Linked DNA regions of Gossypium raimondii: region 1 is linked to region 2. The links are chromatin contacts, called in public Hi-C maps. All regions are on one chromosome and are shown on one strand. Each heading gives the region's core, a stretch centred on a gene start, on an enhancer-like site or on the middle of the called end of the contact. The rest is flanking DNA. Distances are from core to core; before and after follow the strand shown.

Evidence for each region. Hi-C and Micro-C count contacts between places; a contact is called where the count stands out from the background.
Region 1: a Hi-C map of leaf shows a contact between it and region 2, with 2.9 times the contacts expected there. The contact joins two enhancer-like sites. A contact is called at or near these places in 2 of 2 Hi-C or Micro-C datasets (both in leaf).

Annotation. Positions count from the first base shown.
Region 1 is chr7:11,541,190-11,546,526 of ASM2569854v1, reverse strand. It overlaps LOC105801476, which reads left to right. Exons shown (of 12, transcript XM_012632766.2): 10 at 32-273; 11 at 701-1,525; 12 at 1,658-2,182. The coding sequence ends at 1,707. Among protein-coding and RNA genes, the nearest start is that of LOC105801476, 7.0 kb to the left of the region's middle. Within about 2 kb of position 2,661, the one cell type or tissue checked has open chromatin away from gene starts, as enhancers often do. A contact at or near this core is called in leaf, where this site is marked.
Region 2 is chr7:11,429,528-11,435,088 of ASM2569854v1, reverse strand. LOC105801526 (auxin transport protein BIG) reads right to left here. Exons shown (of 14, transcript XM_012632794.2): 12 at 5,323-5,561; 13 at 4,408-4,911; 14 at 3,397-4,319. The coding sequence ends at 3,528. LOC128042390 (a long non-coding RNA gene) reads left to right here. Exons shown (of 3, transcript XR_008197721.1): 2 at 273-357; 3 at 1,685-1,852. Among protein-coding and RNA genes, the nearest start is that of LOC128042390, 3.0 kb to the left of the region's middle. Within about 2 kb of position 3,923, the one cell type or tissue checked has open chromatin away from gene starts, as enhancers often do. A contact at or near this core is called in leaf, where this site is marked.

The DNA of each region.
Region 1 (5,337 bases), core at 1,412-3,911, 110 kb before region 2:
TTAATGCTCATAATGATTTTTGATCATTCAGTGATGATGATGAATTCTATGACCGGACAAAGAAGAAACCAACTGTGCAGAAAGTTGGTGAAACACAGTCTATTGAAACTGCTGATAGTCTTCTTGATAAGAGAGATGCCATTACCAAAGAAATTGAAGAAAAAAAAGAGTTGCTGTTGACTGAGAAGAACAAAATGACCTCAGATACTGGTTTAGAAACTGAAGCTGGAGATGCACTTGATGCTTACATGTCTGGGCTTTCATCCCAGTTAGGTGAGTCAGTTAAAATATGTGTATATGTTTATATTACTACAAGTGAAAAAAGTAAGCAGAATGCTGACGATGGAAATAGTTAAATGCATAGTCCTTTCTTTTCTTTTTCTTAGGCTTGTGTTAATTGCAACCTTTTGCTACTTCCTTTTTCCTTTGAAAGCAAAATATAAAAGGAAGCCTTAGGCTACAAAAGCTAAAATATTTTCCACCAATTAATAAACATCAAAGTTCTATGGATAATATAAAAAGGAAGAATTCACACCTCTACGTAGCGTGAAATTTTGTTACATTTGAGCTTTTTGCTCTTTTTTAGATTTGGTCATCCTTTTGTCTATTTGCTTTTACTTTCTTAGCCATCTAAAACAGCAAGTAGTAAATAGTGAAATGTAAGTGGCAGATGTGGCTGATTCCTATCATTCTTTATCAGTGCTTGATAGGACAGTGCAAATTGAGAAGGAACTCTCTGCCCTTCAGTCCGAGTTGGATCGGATCTTCTACCTGTTGAAGATTGCTGATCCAACGGGGGAAGCTGCTAAGAAAAGGGATATGAAGGCACAAGTACCAGCACCTGACAGACCTAGACCTCCTGCGGCTGCTGTCCGGAAGCAGATTGCAAAGGAACCCAAAAAAATCAGTTCAGCTACAGAACCAGCAAATTCTCCTGTGCAGAAAGAGGGAGTTGCAGATGTCTCTATGGAATCAAGAAAGAAACCAGAAGAGAATGTTGTTAGTGATACATCCGAGGGGGAAAAGGCTATCTATACCGTTGCAAAGCCCCAATGGCTTGGTGCTGTTGAGAACAAGGAGATTAAAGAGTCAAATCAAGTAATAGTAGTAGATACACATAAAGTTGACGACTTTGTTGACTATAAAGATAGGAAGAAAGTACTTGGGAGTGCTGACAATCCACAGGTTAAAGAGCCATCAGGAATTGAAGCTACTGCCTCCGGTCTGATTATAAGAACACAGAAACAGGTTGAGAAGCCTGAAGCTGGTGATAAACCCTCTGATCAATCTACGACACCCTCTACGGGAGCTGAAGAAATTGCACAGAATGCTGTGGCACTGTTGCTGAAGCACACTAGAGGGTACCATGCAGACGAAGAGGAATTGAATGAAACCCCTGATATGTCGGCCAGAAATCAATCTAAGAAGAAAGAGAAAAAGCCAAAACGAGTGCTTGGTCCTGAAAAGCCTTCATTTCTTGATAGCAATCCAGATCCAGAGTACGAAACGTGGGTTCCTCCTGAAGGTACTTTGCTTAGTGTCAATGAATCGGAAATTTGGGTAGCATCCATAATGGGCAGTAATGAATGGATTGCAACTTAATTCCATTCATAAAAATTGCAGTGTCATTTTAATAATATTTTTATGTTCCTTGCAGGGCAATCCGGTGATGGGAGAACAACGTTGAATGATCGATATGGGTACTGACTCTCATGCTTGTCCTATAATGTTCGAGTTGGAGGTGCAACATTGTTGCTTGAGTCATTCATGGCATTGAAATTATGGTTGGCATTACCCAGCACCTCTGCATGTGGGATTCTGTTGACTTGAACGGGATGAATTTTGATGTCCATGGAAGAAGCTTGAGTCATTGGTGGGAACTCTTTATAGGGAAAATGAGTAGCAAAGAACCGAAATTGGAGCGACAGTTGGTACAAAAGAAAGGAGAGAAAATCACGTAAAAGTAGTATAAGTTTAATGTATGTACAGAAAGATGTAGCATGTGCCAACGTTGTCCAATAGAAAGTTCTGATATGCGTTTGTAGTTGAAATTCTGCCCTGAATAACCATGGCTCATTATTCTCCATCATCTCCTGCCAGCCTCACCAAACTACCTTCTTTCAGACTTGCCAATTTTCTAATGATATTGATATATTAATATAAATACCCAAATTTGTTATGATACTGGTATATCTATATAAATAGCCAATAGTTGTGGGTTTATTGATTTTTTTAAAAAATTTTATATACATTTATAGTTTATTTTATTTTTAAATAAAGTACGTATTATACGCAAATGAGTTATATATGTATACAAGTGTGCTTATATAAAAAAAGTAAAAAAAATTAATATTTACTATTAAGAAAGTTGTGAATTTTGAACATTAAATGAATAAATAAAAAATTATTGTATTGAATTTTGGTGCAAGACCTTTTGGCATTTAGTATTCAGAGTTGAATTTAGTGATTATATTTCATATTATAAATTATTCCCTCGAGCATGTGAATGATTTGATAAGCAAGCAGGTGTTGGGTGAGGAGTTATTTGCGGTAGAAGTTATGAATTGAATGAGCATTGTCCTTCAAAAGCTACCTTGCTTTGTCTGTTTGGAGTTGCATGAGCTGGAAATTTAGATTCCCGACTTCCAACACTAAATGGCCGCATAGTCATTATGATGATGTGAACATTTGGTAACACAGCGTAGCTCATGCTCTTTTCTTCACTCTAATCCCCATATCTCCAATTTTGCTCCCATTTACTTTTTCATCATGTTCTATGTTATATTAATTTCTAAAACTAAGATCAACAAATTGTAACTAAAAATTACAAATATATATATATATATTGACAGATTTGGAATATATCTTATACATTCTTAATTATAAAAACCGAACCCTGACCTCGAAGCCCACCTAAGTCCAAAATTTCAAGAACTTGGTTATCTATTAAAAATAGAGATATCCCTGCACTGCACTCCAATTCTGAAAAAATTACCTTCCTAAAACGAAGAGATGCAGCTTTGGGTTAAGAATGTTTTCGCATAAAAATCATTTTACCTAATCATAATTACAAAGTTAGTATTGAGAAAAACGAGGAAAAGCGAGTGAGAACTAAATTCTGTACTTACCCCGTCTTACCTTCTCTTCTTCTATATTTTACCCAAACTGCTCGGATTTTTAGGATTACAAATTACTAATGACTTGTCCTTTTAACATTATAAAAAATTATCTTTATCTTTTTTATTTAATTTTTCATCTTTTTTAGTTCTTAAAATTATATCTTTTACCAAATCACGTTAAAATAGATGGAAAAGTTAACTCTTGTTAATTTTGCTGACGTGACACACATGTGGATTGCACGTAGATGACATGTCAACATTTAATTAATTTCTTAAAATTTTAAAAAAATATTTTTATAATCTTTAATAATTTTAATGGATATTAATTTTTAAAAATAATTTTTTGAATTTTTTAGATTTTAAAAAATTAATTAAAACTTGATGTGTTATCTATCCACGTGAAAATCCAAATGTATGTAATATTTGTAAAGTCAAAAACGTTAACTTTTCCATTCATTTTAGATTGATTTGACAAAATACAAGTTTAAAGATTAAAAATAAAAATTAAATAAAGAGCTAAAACAACTTTCTTTCTTTTTATAAAATTGAAGGGCTAAATAAATAGTTATGCAGAAATTGCTACAATGGTAGAAAAATAACATAATAAAAGTTTCGATGGGGCACTTTCGAGGGTTTAAGATAAGACTAATAAGCATCACATGACACAATCTTAAATATCATTATTATTTTAATTAGTTATATCTAATTATAGATTGTATTCGTGTTTAAAAGTTATTATATTTAAGGTTAATATGTAAATTTGTCAAATTTACGCTATACTTTATTTTCATTGATATTTGCCATTGTTCTTATGAATTAGAGATAAATTTACCACTATACTTTTAACTCTATATTAAATTTTGTGATTTTTCTTTTATTTGATTGAATTTTGTGACTAGAGTTAATTTTTATTATTAAATTTTGCTATTCAATTTTAATTTTATTAATTTGAAGAAAAATTTAATAAGTTTACTTTAATATTTAACAATAATAAGTTAACTAATAGAATCTTAAATTTAAATAAAATGGTTATTTATAAAAATAAACTTCATTCTTTTCTTTTATGATATATGTATTTTTATTGTCGAAGTTTTTATTTTATTAAATAGATATTCTAATTTACTTTATTATTTTTAATATTTATAAGTTAAATTATTATTACTATTAAAATAAAATATTTGAAATAATTTTTCTTACCTTTTCAAATCATCAAAATGAATTTTAAATGATAAATTTTAATTTAAAAATCAAAGTTGGTAGCAAAATTTAATAAAATTCAAATTTTAGTGGTAAAATTCAATCACATAAAAATTGAATGACAAATTTACTCATAATTTAAAAATATAAAATATCAATGAAAACAAAATTTAATAACTAAATTTACAATTTAATTCTTATATTTAAGTCTACTAAGGGTGGTTTTGGATGGGTAGTGCATTACATGCAATTAATGTAAAAAGAGTGGTGGCGGTGAGATTAGATACTGTAGCGTGAGACAAAAAGTAAGTTAATCGCCCATCCAAAGCCACCCTAAATATTAATTCAACCCACATTAATATTATTAATAAATTGATGGGATTTGAAAAGGATTTTGATATATAATTTCCATTTTCATATGAGTTTATTTAATAAAGAGTTGGTGAGATTATGAACTATTAAAAAATATATTAAATACTTTATGTTAGGTTCTTATTTTTGGTGATTGACCAGAAAAAACCCTACCATTTAAGAATTCATTGGGCTGCTAACTATGAAACAATCATCTTTATCTTTTCCATCATTAAACCTTGAAAAAGAATGAGAGATTAGAGATGGAGGAGATTCTGGTGTAGAAATAGAGAAGAAGTCGATTCATCCTCTTAGGATTCCTATAGAATTTTATTATATAAGGTTGGACCCTAAGTCAAATTCCAAGTCAAGTCATTTAAATTATAAAATAGGAATAGCAACCATCTCTTATTTGCATATTAATTTTAATTTATGGGTGGTTGGATATTGATGAGAAGTTTGAAAGTTTATAGAAAAATAGGGCGCTTTATTGGCATGGAATATATAAATGGGTTTAGTGTGGGGAGAGAAAGGTACATTAAGGGGATAGAACTGCCACACTTATTTAGGTAAGTGGTGCAAAATCAAATATTTAGTAGCTATATGACACTTGAGTGGAAAGTGGGTGATTTCTTGGATCACCCCCCACATTATGCCATTTTTCTCCCCT
Region 2 (5,561 bases), core at 2,674-5,173:
TTAAACGAAAACGGGTAAATTAACATAATCGGTAAAAATAGTTAATGTTCAAAAATATGTGTTAGAGTGAGAATTTGATGTTGCCATAGAAGGGAAAAATGTTCAGCATGTCATAAAACCTAAGAATAAGTGATGAAGTTTAATTTCTGAGCTTGGGGACAAAAGTGTAATTATGCAAAAGTTTGGGGGCAAAATTGTAATTTTTTAAAAAGTTGGGTGGTGGATTATTTTAATAAATGTGAATGTTAAATGAGTTAAATTTTCTATTATAGATCAATAAAGACGAGAAGACTACCTCAAACGGGGAAAAGAGAAAGTAGTGGAGTAAATTGCAAAATTTCGATATTTTGCACCGAGGTAAGTAAACATGTGACTTAATGTATTATTTTGATATTATTTGATATGTGTTGAGATTTATTTGAATATAAAATAAATGTTTGGCAAGATTCCAAAAAATGTTGTTAAATTGGGAAAGGTGGTAAGGGGTTGCAAAACACGGTTTTTGGTTGAACACTCGAAATAGGCCGGAGCATATTGCATATAAAGGGGTTGCTGTGTGCTGATTCCCCGATTCATTGGTGGTTGCTAAGTGTTGATTCCACCGTATTTTAAATGTGAAAGGGGGTTGCTAAGTGCTGATTCCCCCGAGGGGTTGCTAAGTGCTAATTCCCCTATTCATTGGTGGTTGCTAAGTGCTGATTCCACCGCATCTGAAATGTGAAGGGGGTTGCTAAGTGCTGATTCCCCCAAGGGGTTGCTGTGTGCTGATTCCCCGATTCATTGGTGGTTGCTAAGTGCGAAACTCACCGATAACGGTTAACATTTCGAGTGTTCAACGAGTAAATTGGGAAGGTGAATATTCATATATGTGGTGGACAAGTTTATGGAAGGAATATTGGGTTTGATACTTAATCAACCCATATATAGAAGGAATATTGGGTTTGATACTTAATCAACCCATGTATAAGATGGGAGGAAAATCAAAAATACAAAAAGAGACAATTTGAATGCAAAACTGTTTTGAATGGCAGCAGTTGGGCAACTATAAAAAATCACCATAAATGGTGGAAAATGAATTAGAGGTTAAATAATATATGAAATTGAATCTGAATGAGTCTATTTTCATATGAAAGAAATATAGCAAGCAAAAGAGTTGTATTTTTTGAGATATTTGAATTTTACTGAGACAGGTGTTCCAACTTTGGAAAATCACCAAAAATTCTAAAAAATAATTATGGCTTGAAATCTAAATTCCTGGATTCATTTTTGAGTCTATTTTTCATAGAAACAAACGAGAACATTTTTTGAAACTTTTACAGAGAGTTATGTGAATATTTGTAAGGGTAGGTCAGGACTGTCAGGCAGTGAAACAGGGGAAGATTTAAAGAATAAACTGTACTAATTTGCTTGACCAAAAATTCTGAAAATTTTATGATAGAAATATATATGGGTCTAGTTTCAGGGAAAATTTACGGAATTCAATTTTGAGCCCTGTAGCTCCAGATAAAAATAAATTAGTGGTCATGACGCAGAAAACCAGCTTGCTGGAAATTACACAAACAATGAAATTTATTTATGAATAAATTTATACTATGGTGTAGTCATGTGAGAAATTTATTTATTTGTCATATGTTTACTTACTAAGCTATATGCTTACTCGTTTTTATTTTTCCCTTGATTATAGTGATTTCCATCAACTCGGAATTGGGACGGAGTCAGACAATCATCTACACTATCATCCACGTTTGGATATTTTGCTACTAGTATTCCGGAAATTATGGCATGTATAGACGACTTATGTAATGGGGCGTCACCATGTAAATATATGTTATGGTTCGATTTAAAATGTAGTGTTTATTAATGGTTAAATTGTGTATGTTTATACAACTGAACTTGGTTGGAATTTTGAATTGTGTTTGAAAACTTGCAGGAGGTTTAAGCAAAAATAAACACAAATGCTGTCGAAATTTTTTTAAAAATTTAGTAACACCTCATACTCTGTTCCGATCAGGAATGCGGGTAAGGGGTGTTACAATTGATCCATGCAATTTGTGTTATCTCTTCTCTTCTAACATATGAGTATTGAAAAAACAAATGTGTGAGAATTGAGAAATAAATTTTTTTTTCCATTTGTTATCTTTTCTGATATATGAGTATTGAGAAATACAAATGAAATGAAGATTAAACATTCTAATTGTTGTAAGCAACAAAAATATTACAAAACAATTTGTAATCAACAACCACATATTATATCCCATTTCAAGTCTTTCAAGTTTGTAAACAACAACATGAGCTGGTTAGCCATGTATACTAGCAGCCATGTATAACAACATAAGCAACAAAATACTAGCAGCATGTATAACAACATAAGCAACAATATACCAGCAACAACATTACAAAACATAAGCTGGTTTTCAATGCTAACAATAACAACATAAGCTGATTTTTAAGGTTTAAAAAACAACACAGTTACAAATACAAGCACCAAAAATCAAGTTTTTCTCTCCCTCCTCCTTGCATTCTCCAATGTCCTCACTTTTTTTACAAGACCCAACAACACAATTTGTGAACGGGACGTCAATGGTGGGTCAAACCAGCTGAAAAACCGACATGGTTTTCGAAATTCACTGCCAAATTTCTTACACCCAAAAAACCTCCTACCTAGGTTGTCATTGAACCAAGACGTGTTTAATTTGGCTAGGTTTCTATAATAGCACACCGGAATCACTTCAGGCATCTCCATTTTTCCTCTTCTCCTTCTTCTTCTTCTTCTTCTATTTAGTGTAGTGTTAATTTTTATTTGGAGCTCAATTGATTATTAAATCATTTTCAAGTAGCTTTTTTTGTTTTGTATCATAGTTAAAAGGAATCAAGTTGGTTGTTCTTAATAATTCTTTTTCTTAGTTTGGGTATATTGATCATGATTGAGATCAGCATCTCAACCTATTGAATCTACAGTTTTAAAATATGTATGACGACTGAATAAGTAGAGAGGAAATATATGGCTTTTTGCAACCAATTTGGGACGTTGCATGTTGCATGAACATGAAAAAAATTAATATTAACTAAAGGTAATTTCTTTTAGGCCAGAAAAGGACAAAATGGAAAAAAGAAAAGAATTCAAGAGCTTGAGAAGGGGAAAAAAAACAGAAAACCAGAGTCCTGTTTTATTATTTGAATTGGACATCTTTCTACACAAGGTATTTTGTTTAGACTTCTGTGGATTGCTGTTACCATTTTATCCTACTCGATTAGGAGCTTTAGAGAGAATGCCAGATTAGAAGCAAGAGAGATGTTTGATGGATGGTTATGGTCCCCAACCAAAGCAAAAATATTCCATCAATCATATCTTGTAGTTTATTGGTAGTAGTAGTATTATAATTATTTAAAGAGTAATTAATAAATTTTAGTTTTTTGCATTGAAGAATCATAGAAGAGCAAGTTTTACTTTTACATGGCAACCTTGACTTATTAGTTCCAAAAAGTCAAATTGAAGTGGTAACCGAATACAAGCATCAAAAGGAAACTCACATTTTTCCTGCAGCAATAGCAGCTTGCACAAAATCCTCACACCGGGAAAATCCACCCGATAAAACATCACCCAAGGCACCAATGATGTCGAAAGCCTCTTGCAAATCACTTGCAGAAGTCATGTCATCGAGCCATGAGAGCAACTCTTTGGAGAACCCTATCATTTCCTTCACATTCAACAACCTCTCTTTCATCACCACCTCCCAACCTTCCAACCCTTCTCCTTCAGTTCCGGTTGAGGTTCCTTCAGATTTGCCTTTGGTGGCTGCCAAACTTGACGATTTCTTAACCTTGAATATTTGCTGCAACTGCTCAATCAAGCCTGTATACACCAGCATGGGTCGAACAATTGACAGTAGCTCATCACCACCAGTTTCTGAGGTGGAGGTGGGACTTTTGCTGCTACTTGCTGATTCTATCTTAGCTGTTGACCGGCCATGAGTATGCTGCATGTAGGCATGATATATTCCACGTTGCAAGAAGTCACGTCGATGTTGCAACCATGACTCGTAGGACTCTGAAAGCAGTGAATTTACCATCATGAACTGAACGGTTTCCTCTGTTCCCAAAGGTTGAGTTCCACCGGTTGCAGACTTTGAATCTAATGTTGAAGAGGATATGTATGTTGCTACTGTCTTGGCCATGTTACGTCTCTGAGAGGGGCCTCCCTGTTCCAGAAGGTGACGAGCCATTTGGATCATGAAAGGCAAAAAGCGGGAGTTGCTTTCCCTTCCACCGCCCCTACACTCTGCACTGAATGATGCCCCTGTTGCAAATCGAGCTAGCATCTGCGCAGAAAATATGCAGATATATCAGGCACAAAATCTAAAAACAGAACACACAAGTTAATAACAAGCTTTAGATGGAAGAGCATACCAGAACAATATCATAAGTCAACAGCCGGAGCCGACTTCCATCAGCACGACCAAGAGCATTGAGGTTATCCCAGTATTGGTCGACATACCGGACATACTGTGCTAGTGGAACTGACGGACCTCTCACAGGAAATAAAGAATTGCAAAGTGATTCATTGTTCCTGAGAGTAGCACCCTCCCACTCTTTCTTTGGATTCTTCAGAGCAGCATCTGCTCTTTTAGCCTCTTGATGGCACTGGAAATGAATAATGTTAAAATAACTAACGGTAGTGTAAACACACTCTCCACGTGCACTTCCTGACGTGCCAACACCCAGGTTTACTCGCTTGCTATAAGAATAAACACCCAGCAAGTCAGTGGGTCTCAAACTATAGCCTTCTCGACACACCATGCATGCCAGCCCATCTTCCTCCTCCTCCACATCTTCCAAACCTTCCAGAAGAGGCCGAGCAACAACAATTCGCTCACCACCATCTGAAGCTAGCTCTTGTCGCATTCCAAGTCCCTATACAGTTGCCAAAAGAAAACACAATATAAAGAATCAGTTCAGCTTTTCTAGCCAAGATAAACAAATAAATGAAAAGAGGAGAGGAGAGGAGAGGAGAGGGAGAAAACTGGCATATGAATGCCTGTTCTATACCTCTACAAGCTCCATTAATTAACATTCAAAAGTTTCATCATTAGAAGTACATAGGCTTGCAACAAGAAGAAAACTTAATAAGATCCATGCTAAAGAAATACAACCATGCAATTGAAACTATTCACAACTACAATTTCGAAAACAAAAGAAATGGAAGTAAAAGCCTATGTAAAAAAAGAAGAAAACCAGCTACAAAATTGTACCATTGGCAAATTTCACTTTCCCGCAGCAGGTATGCAAGCACATATACAAGGAATTTAAACTCTATGAAGGTACCTGAAGCAACTCTTCCCTTTTCCTTAAAGCTCGCTGTCTCATTGCATCTCTAGTTGCATGCCGCAACCTACACACCTTTTCCCCCAAGAATCCATCTCCTTTGCCTTCCTTATCTGATAGAGTGTCCAGCAAATTTTCTGCCTTTGCCCCAATCTCATTTTCTCCAGACACACCTTCCAAAGCATGGAGTAAGGGCAAAATCCCACCTTCATCAATGCACCTCTGAGTGGCAAAGTGCC